Regions from separate parts of the Mus musculus genome. Here regions 2 and 3 are each linked to region 1. The links are chromatin contacts, called in public Hi-C and HiChIP or PLAC-seq maps. All regions are on one chromosome and are shown on one strand. Each heading gives the region's core, a stretch centred on a gene start, on an enhancer-like site or on the middle of the called end of the contact. The rest is flanking DNA. Distances are from core to core; before and after follow the strand shown.

Region 1 (3,220 bases), core at 363-2,862:
CAATGGAGACAATTATCAGAATGTGGAAAAGCCAGACAGGATTACAAGGTCAAATCTGGGCAAGAGAGTAAGACACGCCCCCCCCCCCCCCCAGGAGTGACTGTGCAAAAGCGCAACCATTCAAAAGACGGACTGTGATACAGAAAACCAGAGAACTATATTCGTAAGAACAGCAAAACAGGATCAAAGGGTGCACAGGAGCAGGAAAGGCGGAGGGGCAGGTGACCTACAAAATGCAACTCAGTCAAGTGTGGTTTCTAGGCAAATGCTGGGAACTGGTTCCTACTACAGTGGGATGCCAGGTCTCTAGGAACTCTCTACCAGGACAAAAACGGGAAAGGGAGGTTGAGAAATTAAAAATAAAAAAATAAAAAATAAAAATCTACCCAACCAAGTTGTGCCCCAAAAGGGAGCCTGTTGGGTCACCCAGGTGAACAGGCACAGAGAGCCCTTGGCCACTTCCTGGTCTAGCCATCTCTACCTCCTGCCCATCAAGAAGCCTGGGGCTGTGCGGAGCAGGGAACGCGACAGAGGAGGGTGCACAGGTCTGAGGACCCCATTCTGCCTGGCCTACCAGCCAGATCCCGCACGGAAGAGGGGCGGTACAAAGACCTGCAGTGGGACGCCTCCCTTAGCGGCCTTCGATTCACAGGAGGACAGGAGGAGGATCACACAATCGGAGGGAGGAGGACTAGAGGGTTGAGGACTAGAGAGCTGAAGGGAGGACCAATGGATGATCCAGGGACTGAAAGGAAGAGGCTCAGAGGCTCAGAGGGAGGACTGAATGGCTGCATATCAGGAGGACTACAAGGTGGAGGACAGGAGAGAGGAGCATCAGAGGACAGAGGATCAAGGGAGGGAGGAACTGTGAGGATCGAGGAGGAGGGGTTGGAAAAGAACAGAGGGTGAGAGGTAAGAAGTTGGAGGGCAGAGGAGAACAGAGGATGGGGAGGCAGAGAATTCGAGGGAGGAGGAGGAGTGGAGGACGGAGGGAGCTAGGGAGGGGAAAGGAGAAGGGCAGAGGACAACGCAACGGAGGGAGAAGGGCTGAAGGAGGATTTTAGATCAGAGGGAGGAGTGCTCAGGAGGAGGATTAGAAGAACGATGGGGAGAAGGACATAGTATTTGAGGGAGGAAGCAGGATCGGAAGGACGGAGGTCCTGAGAGAAGTCGCTTACCTGCTTGAAGGTGCTGCTGAGGAAGTAAACTAGCGAGAGGCCGAAAACCAGGGCGAGCACCCAGCGCTTGCGCAGGAGCCGGCGCCACAGCAGCGCCGCCAGGTTCAGCATCCCGGTAGGGCGCAGGCGCAGAGACGACCCCACGGCATGACCCCTGCAATCCGCTTCCAGCACTGCTTTACCTTCCCGCAGCCAACGCGCCGGCCACGTGATCCGCCGCACGCCCCGCCCCACCTAGTGACGCCAACGCCAGGCCCCTCCATGCCTCCTCGCCATTGGTTCTGCCGGAGCCTCGGCTCTCCATTGGCTGAATGTGACGGCAGGGGCGGACCTTCTCGGACTAGAGGCAGGCCTCCCTGTGCGAGGGTCCTAGCGCCGATCGCGTTCTCGGTGGCACTGCCGGCCGGAAGTCACGTGGCGCCCTGGCCACGCCAGGGATTGGCTAGGCTGGATTAGCAGAGGCCGTGATTGCTGCAGTGTCTGGCAGGTAAATGAAGGCTATGCTCGGCCGCTGCTACCCTGTGACCCCGCGAGCCTGGCGGCAAAGGCGCTTCGCCGTCCGGTCTGGGGACGCCGCTCGCGCCCAAGCGTCCTGTAGGGGACCGTGCAGCCTCCTAGGGAGGACCAGGGTGTGTGGGACGGAGATGGTCCATTCATTCATTCTGTAGCATCCTGTGGGCTCCAGGAGTCAATACGAGCCTACTTGTACCGCCCGTTTGCCACAGAATCGTGGGCATTTAATTTATGACGTTTTCTCAAAGCTTGTAGGTGGAAACTTGGGGATACCGTGTTTTAGTTTCCCCGAGGATAAGGAGTAGTGGGGCCACCCGGAGTATCAAGCCAGATTGCAAATTCTTGAGACATGTTACCTGATGGATGACAGTTTCTTTCTTTATAAAACGGCCTGGTTGAGAGTGTAGCTAGGTGATAGAGGGCTTGCCTGAATATGACGATGATACCAAGGAGTCTTTTCCTAGCTAATTTAATCTTGCAGAAAAGGCAGGCACCTTAGCCTGTGGCTTCCTAGCTAGCTGCAGCCGAGAAGGCTGTGCAGAATTAATTAATTCCGCACCCATTTGTGTTGGCCTGGGCTAAGAGATGGATCTTTCTCTGTAGGGAAAATATGCCGGGAAACTGAGCCTGTTCATGGAAGCATATTCTTTATTTCTTTAAAGATTTTATTTATGTATGTATTTATTTTTTAATTATATGTTAGAGTGGGTTTGCCCATGGGAGTGCAGGTGCCCTCCGAGGTCAGTAGAGGGAGTCAGATCACTTACAGCTGGAGGTACAGGTAGTTGTGAGCCACCCTTGTGGGTGCTGGGAACTGGACTTAGATCTTCTGCAGGAGCAGTAGCCATATGGAGTCTCTCTCCAAGCCTTGCCCTTCTTTCTTGGCTTTCTATTGGTGCGGGAGGTAGGACGAGGTGTGTGCGGATCTGTCGCTGGGGAAAATCAAGGTGATCTAATCTCTACAGAGACGTTGGCCTTCCATCTCTGCAACTCCAAGGTGGACGGGCAGCCCAGACACAGGACCTCTCAAGGGTCATAGTAAACAAACCCACATGTCAATGACTGGTAAGTGCTGTGGGGAGGTAGCCTGTAACCCTCAGCTGGAAAACCATGCCAGGGAAGGAACAGCAGGTACAAAGGCCCGGAGGCAGGAACTCTTAACTTTAAAGTGTCCAGAGGTACCTGGAGTTCTTATGGCCAGAGATAAGTCACAGAATCAAGGTTGTAAACGGGTAATGATAACGTCCAGCACAGCCTGGAGGCCTCCAACGACTCTGATTTTTATTCTGGTTTCACTTAGAAGCCAGTAGAAATTCTAAAATCATTTTTATGGCCCCCCCCCCAGTGTGTGCTTGTGCACATCTGTGCGTGCGTGTGCGTGTATGTGTATAAGTGTGCACATGCATATGTACATATGTAGGTATGTATGGATGCTCAGGGTGGGGGGGCCATTGCAAATGTCCGTGGAGGTCAGAGGTCACCCCCAGGTGTCATTCTGCCAGAACTCGGCACCTTATTTTTGAGATAGA
Region 2 (3,220 bases), core at 493-2,992, 2.4 Mb before region 1:
TGGTCTCTAACCCTGCCCAAACTAAAGGTGTGTGTGTTGGGGGTGGGGAATGAAAAAGGCTGTCCCAGCTGGGCATGGTGGTGCACGCCTTTAATCCCAGCACTTGGAAGGCAGAGGCAGGCGGATTTCTGAGTTCGAAGCCAGCCTGGTCTACAAAGTGAGTTCCAGGACAGCTAGAACTATACAGAGAAACTCTGTCTCGAAAAAACAAAAAACAAAAAACAAAAAACAAAAAAAAAAAAAAAGAAAGAAAAGAAAAGAAAAGAAAGAAAAAGGCTTTCCCCACTGATCCTAAGTCAACAGACTCTGCACCCAATGTAATATTCTGGTTTCATTGCACCGCACAAAGATGTTGGGTTTTTTCTTTTTGTTTTTTTAGTTTTTGTTTTTTGTTTGTTTATTTGTTTGTTTGTTTTTCGAGACAGGGTTTCTCTGTATAGCCCTGGCTATCCTGGAACTCACTCTGTAGACCAGGCTGGCCTCGAACTCAGAAATCCACCTGCCTCTGCCTCCCGAGTGCTGGGATTAAAAGCGTGTGCCACCACTGCCCGGCTTGCTTTTTTTCATCTTTATTTATTTATTTTTGGTGGAGGGTAATGGTACAGTGTGAACTTGGCTGCTCTCCCGTTCATATTTACATCAGGTGTGCGACAAGCCCTTTAATAAGCATGTGTTTCCCGGGTTGGAGGAGCCTTTGGGTTTTTTTGTACAGCAAAATATTAAGAATTGGTGGTGGCGCTCTTACCAGCTCAGGGTGGCCTTGGACTCCTGATCCTCCTGCCGCCACCACTCCTACCCTGGGAGCTAAGATTACAGGTGTGTGCCACAATACCTGCTTTTACCTGGTGATGGCCTTCAAACCCAGGGCTCTGCACACGCCAGGCAAGCGCTCTATCAACAAAGCTACATTCAGAGCCCACAGGCTGGGTTTTGACTTGTAAAGTTTATTACGTCTTACTACAGCCAGCCTGTGCCGGACTGGGCCTCAGCAAAACCCTTGGTCTGAACCACGGGAGCAGCCTTCTTGTATTTGCCAATGAACACCAGCGTTCTCATTGCCTCTAGCTGTCTCTGCACATTTACTGACCACTTAACGAGTGCAGCTCATTGACTGAGCTGGGAAGGAGAAATGGAGAACCAGATATACCCGCTATGCACAAGACGATGGGCGTCATGAACGATAGGCTTTTGTGCCCCACTTGGTGATCACACCTATCCCCCAAGATGAATACAACTGGAACCGGACCATCCCCAGTTCCAATCCTGCTGTCCTCCCTGACATTGCTGGTGAGCCTGGCATAGCTAGAGCACGACATAAGTCCGTAAATACTAGTTTAGTTTAAAACCGGCTTCTCAGAAGAGTGGTCCGGCCTTCCCTTTAATTTTCTCATCTAAGACCGCCCCAAACTCAGGCGGACCTTCCGCACTTGCACTTTCTATTGGCTGCGTAAACTCGAGCCCGTCCCCCACGCGAAGGGACCCAATGAGGGACCGCGATTAGTGAGACGGACAAGCGGAAGGGCGCAGGCCGAGAGCCCGAACAGGGAGCCCCCTCGCGCTCTTACCTTCCTCGCCCGGGCGTCATCCTCCGCCTGGATCTCGAACTCGCCGTCATCCGAGTCGCTGTCGCGGCCTTGGGAAGCCCCAGTTCGGCGTTTCCGCAGCCTCTTCTTCTTCCACGGCGCCATGGTGGGACGCGACGGCGGGCCAGGTCCCACACGTCTGCCAGCAGCCATGCGGGCCGGGCTCTTAGACCCGGAAGAGGGCGGGGCCTAAGGGACGCGTCGACTGCGCGGGGGCGGAGCCTGTGAGACGCAAGAGCGGCGTCGAGAATCCAGGTTTCACCCGTAGGGCGGGGCCGGGCCTGAGGAAACCAACCAACTTCGCAGGGGCGGAGCGTCAACATGGCTTTATCAATGGGCGAAGCCAGAAGGAGGAACCAACAGAACGGGGGCGGGGCCTAAGTGGTGTACCAGCCGGGCAGAGGCGAGGCCTGAGGGACATACCAACTGGTGGGGGCGGAATGTGTCAACTGAACCGTGATAGATGCTTAAGGGACCTACTAACTGCGCGAATGCCAAGCTGTGAGAGATGTGGTAACTGTAAAGAGAGCAGGACCTGAGGGACATAACAACTGAACGTGTGGACAAACTCGAGGAATGTACCAACCACGCAAGGTTGACCCTACCAAGGGGCGGGGCCTAATGGATGTACAGATGAGGCTGGGGGTGTGGCCTGTGGAACGTACCATCAGCGCGAGGGCGGGGTATAGGGACGTACCAGTGCGCAGGGGTGGGGCGTCGCACCGGTTGCCCAGCAAGGGATGCGGGTGGGCGCGTGTCGCTGTGGCGCCCTTGCTGATTCTGTGCTATGAGGCTTTAAATGTGGCGGAGACAGAGCTTTCTGGCCGGAGGCTCCAGGAGAAAAAGCACCAGGCATGGAGATCCCGTGACGCCTGCGCTTTCAGCTCTGTAAGCTGGCCGGTGCGTTGCTACTCTGCTGTTGGGAGCCTGAGCTGGACTCGGGGAAAATGCATTTCGTATGAGACTGGTTGGCGAGGACTGGAACGCACCACGTTTGCAAAGCGCTTTGCACAAGGTAGGAATGGGGGGCGACAGTAGCTTGGGAGCCCCTTTCCCTCTTCCACCCTAATTAGTTTGTCTGGTTGGTGCCATTCCCCTGCACGCCCGCAGTCGTACTATATTTGTTGAGCATACACTGTAGGGTGTAATTGTGTATTTACTTATTCATTAAATATTTGCTGACGGCATTTTCTCCCGTCTTCACAACTAAAAAGACAGTGCCTGCTTTAGCCTGACCCATGCACCTCAGACGCCAGGCGATCGTGCAGTTCTCCGTGGGAAGTAGAAGCGGGAGGATCCGGAGTTAAAGGTCATTCTTGGCTATATAATAAAGTTTAATATAGTGAGTTTCAGGCCACCTTGGACTACTGAAATTGGGTGTCGGGGACGGGCAAGAAAGTGAAGCACTTCCAAGGTGTCCACTGAACAACAGTAGTCCTTTGAGAAAAACCAGTCGCTTTCCCTCAGCAAGAAAAAGCCCTTTTTGCCCTTGGGCTTGTTATTCCAAGCTGCTGCTCTTACTTGGAAAAGCTGATTGCTCATTCCGACCCCTATTACAGGGAGCCCTGGAGGCTGAGTCTGTCAGGCACACCACACCCACTGGGCAACGTGAAGACCCCGGTGGCACCGGCCCAGCA
Region 3 (3,220 bases), core at 398-2,897, 2.3 Mb before region 1:
GGGAATGGCAGGGGAGTGCCTCTAGGGTAAGCAGGCAGTTGTGAGGTTTTAGGTAGTATCTTGTTTATGTTTTTTAGGTAGGATCTAATGTCCCCTAACAATGTTCTTTAACTTTAGTGTGTATCTGAGGCTAACTTTGGACTCTTGATCCTTCTGCCCCTGCCTATAGAGTGCTGGGTTTACAAGCATGCATTAAAAAAAAAAAGTTTAAGGGACCTTAAACTTTTCTCTTCTTTAAAGACAGGACTGGGCTGGAGAGATGGCTCAGCAGTTAAGAGCAATGGCTGCTCTTTCAGTGGACCTGGGATCGATTCCCGGCAACTAACAGTGGCTCACAACCATCTGTAACTCCAGTTCCAAGAGAACAAGACCTGGTGCCCAGACGTGCATGCAGGCAAACCACTCATTCACTTATTCATATCCTTTTTTTTTTTTTTAATGATGAGAACTTATTTAGTCTATGTAAGTCTCAAGATGGTGACCCTCCAGCCTCAGTCCAGTAACTGCCGGGCTTACCGGTGTGTCTTTAAATATGTCCCTCAGGAAACACCTTTCCTGCTCTGTGAAACATTCTAGAAAGGTTATGCATCAGGGTAGGGGAAGAGGGACAGAATGAGTTCTTTTTTGGTATGGGATCAGGTCTCACTCACACTGTACTCCAGGCTTGTCTGGACATCTTGCAATCCTCCTGCCTCAGTCCTTCTCAGTGCTAGAATCGTAGGTGTGAGTCACTTTGTATGTGTGAACCCGTGGCATTTGTCACTGGTTGACCAGAGGCAAAGTTGGCCAGCAACTTGACCAAAGATGTTGATCTGCGTTGAGGACAGCTTGTATGTTCACACCCTTGGCTTCTGGGGCCTGGGGCTGCTGGTTGAAGGTCTGACACCTGCATTGGTTGAAGTGCCAATCACTGCCTCTCTTTGTGTACATTTTGAGACAGATTCTCACTCTTTATTCCAGACTATTTTGCAGACCTCAAAAGCACAGGTACAGGTCCTCCAACATCCAGCTTTTTAAATAAAAATTACTTTGAGACGGGATCTCATACTGTGTACTAGGCTAGCCTGGAATTAACTCTGTAGCTCGGGCTAACCTGATTAACATATTGGGACTACTTCATTCATGGACAAATAGGAAAAAGAAGTTGCGGGGCTGGGAGATGGCTCAGCAGTAAAGGGGGCTCGATGATCTTGCAGAGGACTTGAGTTCGAATTCCAGCACCCACATTTAGACAGTTCACAACAGAGCCTCAGGGAATGTAACACTCTTTTCTGGCCTCCACCTGCATCCACATTCCCAAAAACACACACACACACACACACACACACACACACACACACACAAACACACCATGCAGATCATACACATAAAAGAAATCTAAAAATATTAAAAATTAAAAGAAGGTGAGGAAGAGGAAGAATAAGTAAAAAAGGTGAGGAAGAGGAAGGATAATTTAAAAACAAAGCAAAAGCAAACAAACAAAAACCAGAAAGAAATTCCTTGGGAGGGAAGGATGCTGAGCGGTTTTTTTTTTTTTTTCCACAGAGAGCGCGAGTCCTTTAAGGCAGGCCCCGCCTCTCCAGGAACACAGACCACGCCCATCCCGGAAGCCCAAGCACAAGCCCCGCCCCCACCCCGCCCCTCGGGACGCAGTCACGTGGCCCGGCTGCGGCTCGCGATGGCGGCCCCCGTGGATGGGAGCTCCGGCGGCTGGGCGGCCCGGGCGCTACGGCGGGCACTGGCGCTGACCTCCCTGACCACACTGGCCTTGCTGGCCTCGCTGACCGGGCTGTTGCTGAGCGGCCCGGCGGGCGCTCTCCCTACCCTGGGGCCCGGCTGGCAGCGCCAAAATCCGGACCCGCCGGTCTCCCGCACCCGCTCGCTGCTGCTGGACGCCGCGTCGGGCCAGCTGCGCCTGGAGGATGGCTTCCACCCCGACGCGGTGGCCTGGGCCAACCTCACCAACGCCATCCGCGAGACCGGGTAAGGGTTAGCCATCCCCGCCACGGCCTGGCGGGTGACAGGGGCCCTGGACTGCCTCCCTGGGGAGTCCACAGCCAGGTCTGGCCCAGGGCTGGTGGCTGACTCAGTAACTCCTATCCCCAACCACAGGGGTTCTCCCCGAGGGGCCAGGGGACCTGCCCTCTGTCCACACGGGTCCCCGCACTTAAGGCGAGCTGGACTAGAACTCGGTATGTAGACCAGGCTGCCCAGGAACTCACACAAACTCGCCTGCCTTTGCCTCCGGACTTCTGGTACTAAATGTTTACTCTGCTGCCCATTTGTCCCTAGCCTAAGGGATAATGACAGTTGTCAGTAGCCCCAGGCCCTTGTCTCCCTCCAGAGCCAGGGCGGCTGGAGTGAGCCAGGCTCCAAGCCAGAGGGAAAGTTGCAGGTCCCTAAATTCACAAGCGTGGACAGTATCCTTGTTAGATGTTGCTGTCCCTGCCCATCCCAGGGACGAATTCATGGCCCGATGCTTCACTGAGTTAGGTGCTCAGTGTGATCCCTATCGCTCTCGGAACATAGGCTGGCCCTGTGATCTGTTGTCTCACTAATTCCCTTGCTTCTCTGGGTCCCCCACATCACTGCTGTGAACCCAGAACTTGATCGTGGGTTCTTGCTGGGGTCTGCACCGGGAATAACGACTTGTGCTGAGCTATTCTTATCTTGGCATGTGGTCACAAGGACCCAGAGCCAAACAAGATTCAGGCTGAGGGAAGACACATGGGCAAATCCCACGGGAAACCGGAGCCAGCAATCTGCCTGGAAACCCAGATTTGGGCTGTGTAAGGGGAGCATCCAGAACCTGTGTGTCCCCATCAGACCTCGATGTGCTCATTCTCAGGGGCCACAGTCTCCTGCAGCATGGGTTCGCACAGGTTTGGTCATCTCCGGTGATGGTGGTCCTTGGATGGTTGGTTGCTGTAGACATCACAGCTGGGTGGGGTCAATCTGGGAAGGCTTCCAGGGAGAGAAGGCTGCTGATTTGTCTGCTATATGAAGGGAACCACAGCTCTGGCCGGCATCAGGGGCACCCCCTGTGACTCGATCTGGCGGTCTGTTCTCTGCTGACTCAATCCAGATTTGCTTGTTTAGCAGAGCTGAGAGGGTATGACGAACCCCTGCTTGGATGCAGAGGCACAGGAGGTGTGTGGAGGGGGAAGGACGGGGGTGGGGTGGCGTGGGGGCACTCAGACTGAGAATGCTTCCATTTACA

The links. Hi-C and Micro-C count contacts between places; a contact is called where the count stands out from the background. HiChIP or PLAC-seq counts read pairs in DNA pulled down with a chosen protein or histone mark.
Region 2: a Hi-C map of myocytes shows a contact between it and region 1, with 3 times the contacts expected there. The contact joins the promoter of Ddx54 here to the promoter of Rnft2 in region 1. A contact is called at or near these places in 2 of 39 promoter capture datasets (hippocampal neurons and liver), 2 of 484 Hi-C or Micro-C datasets (muscle stem cells and myocytes) and 1 of 115 datasets of contacts at active chromatin or transcription factors (large pre-B cells).
Region 3: a contact with region 1 is called in an H3K4me3 HiChIP or PLAC-seq map of embryonic forebrain, with 4 times the contacts expected there. The contact joins the promoter of Plbd2 here to the promoter of Rnft2 in region 1. A contact is called at or near these places in 5 of 39 promoter capture datasets (cranial neural crest, hippocampal neurons, liver and 1 more), 2 of 115 datasets of contacts at active chromatin or transcription factors (VIP interneurons and embryonic forebrain) and 3 of 9 other capture datasets (adipose tissue, liver and pancreatic islet).

The regions. Positions count from the first base shown.
Region 1 is chr5:118,243,417-118,246,636 of GRCm38.p6, reverse strand. It overlaps Rnft2 (ring finger protein, transmembrane 2), which reads left to right and starts at 1,612. Exons shown (of 11, transcript NM_001109902.1): 1 at 1,612-1,665. It overlaps Spring1 (SREBF pathway regulator in golgi 1), which reads right to left and starts at 1,410. Exons shown (of 5, transcript NM_001081236.1): 1 at 1,179-1,410. The coding sequence starts at 1,289.
Region 2 is chr5:120,611,652-120,614,871 of GRCm38.p6, reverse strand. It overlaps Ddx54 (DEAD box helicase 54), which reads right to left and starts at 1,742. Exons shown (of 20, transcript NM_028041.2): 1 at 1,566-1,742. The coding sequence starts at 1,736. It overlaps Rita1 (RBPJ interacting and tubulin associated 1), which reads left to right and starts at 2,283. Exons shown (of 3, transcript NM_029096.3): 1 at 2,283-2,598; 2 at 3,143-3,220.
Region 3 is chr5:120,502,050-120,505,269 of GRCm38.p6, reverse strand. Plbd2 (phospholipase B domain containing 2) reads left to right here and starts at 1,647. Exons shown (of 12, transcript NM_023625.4): 1 at 1,647-1,983. The coding sequence starts at 1,679.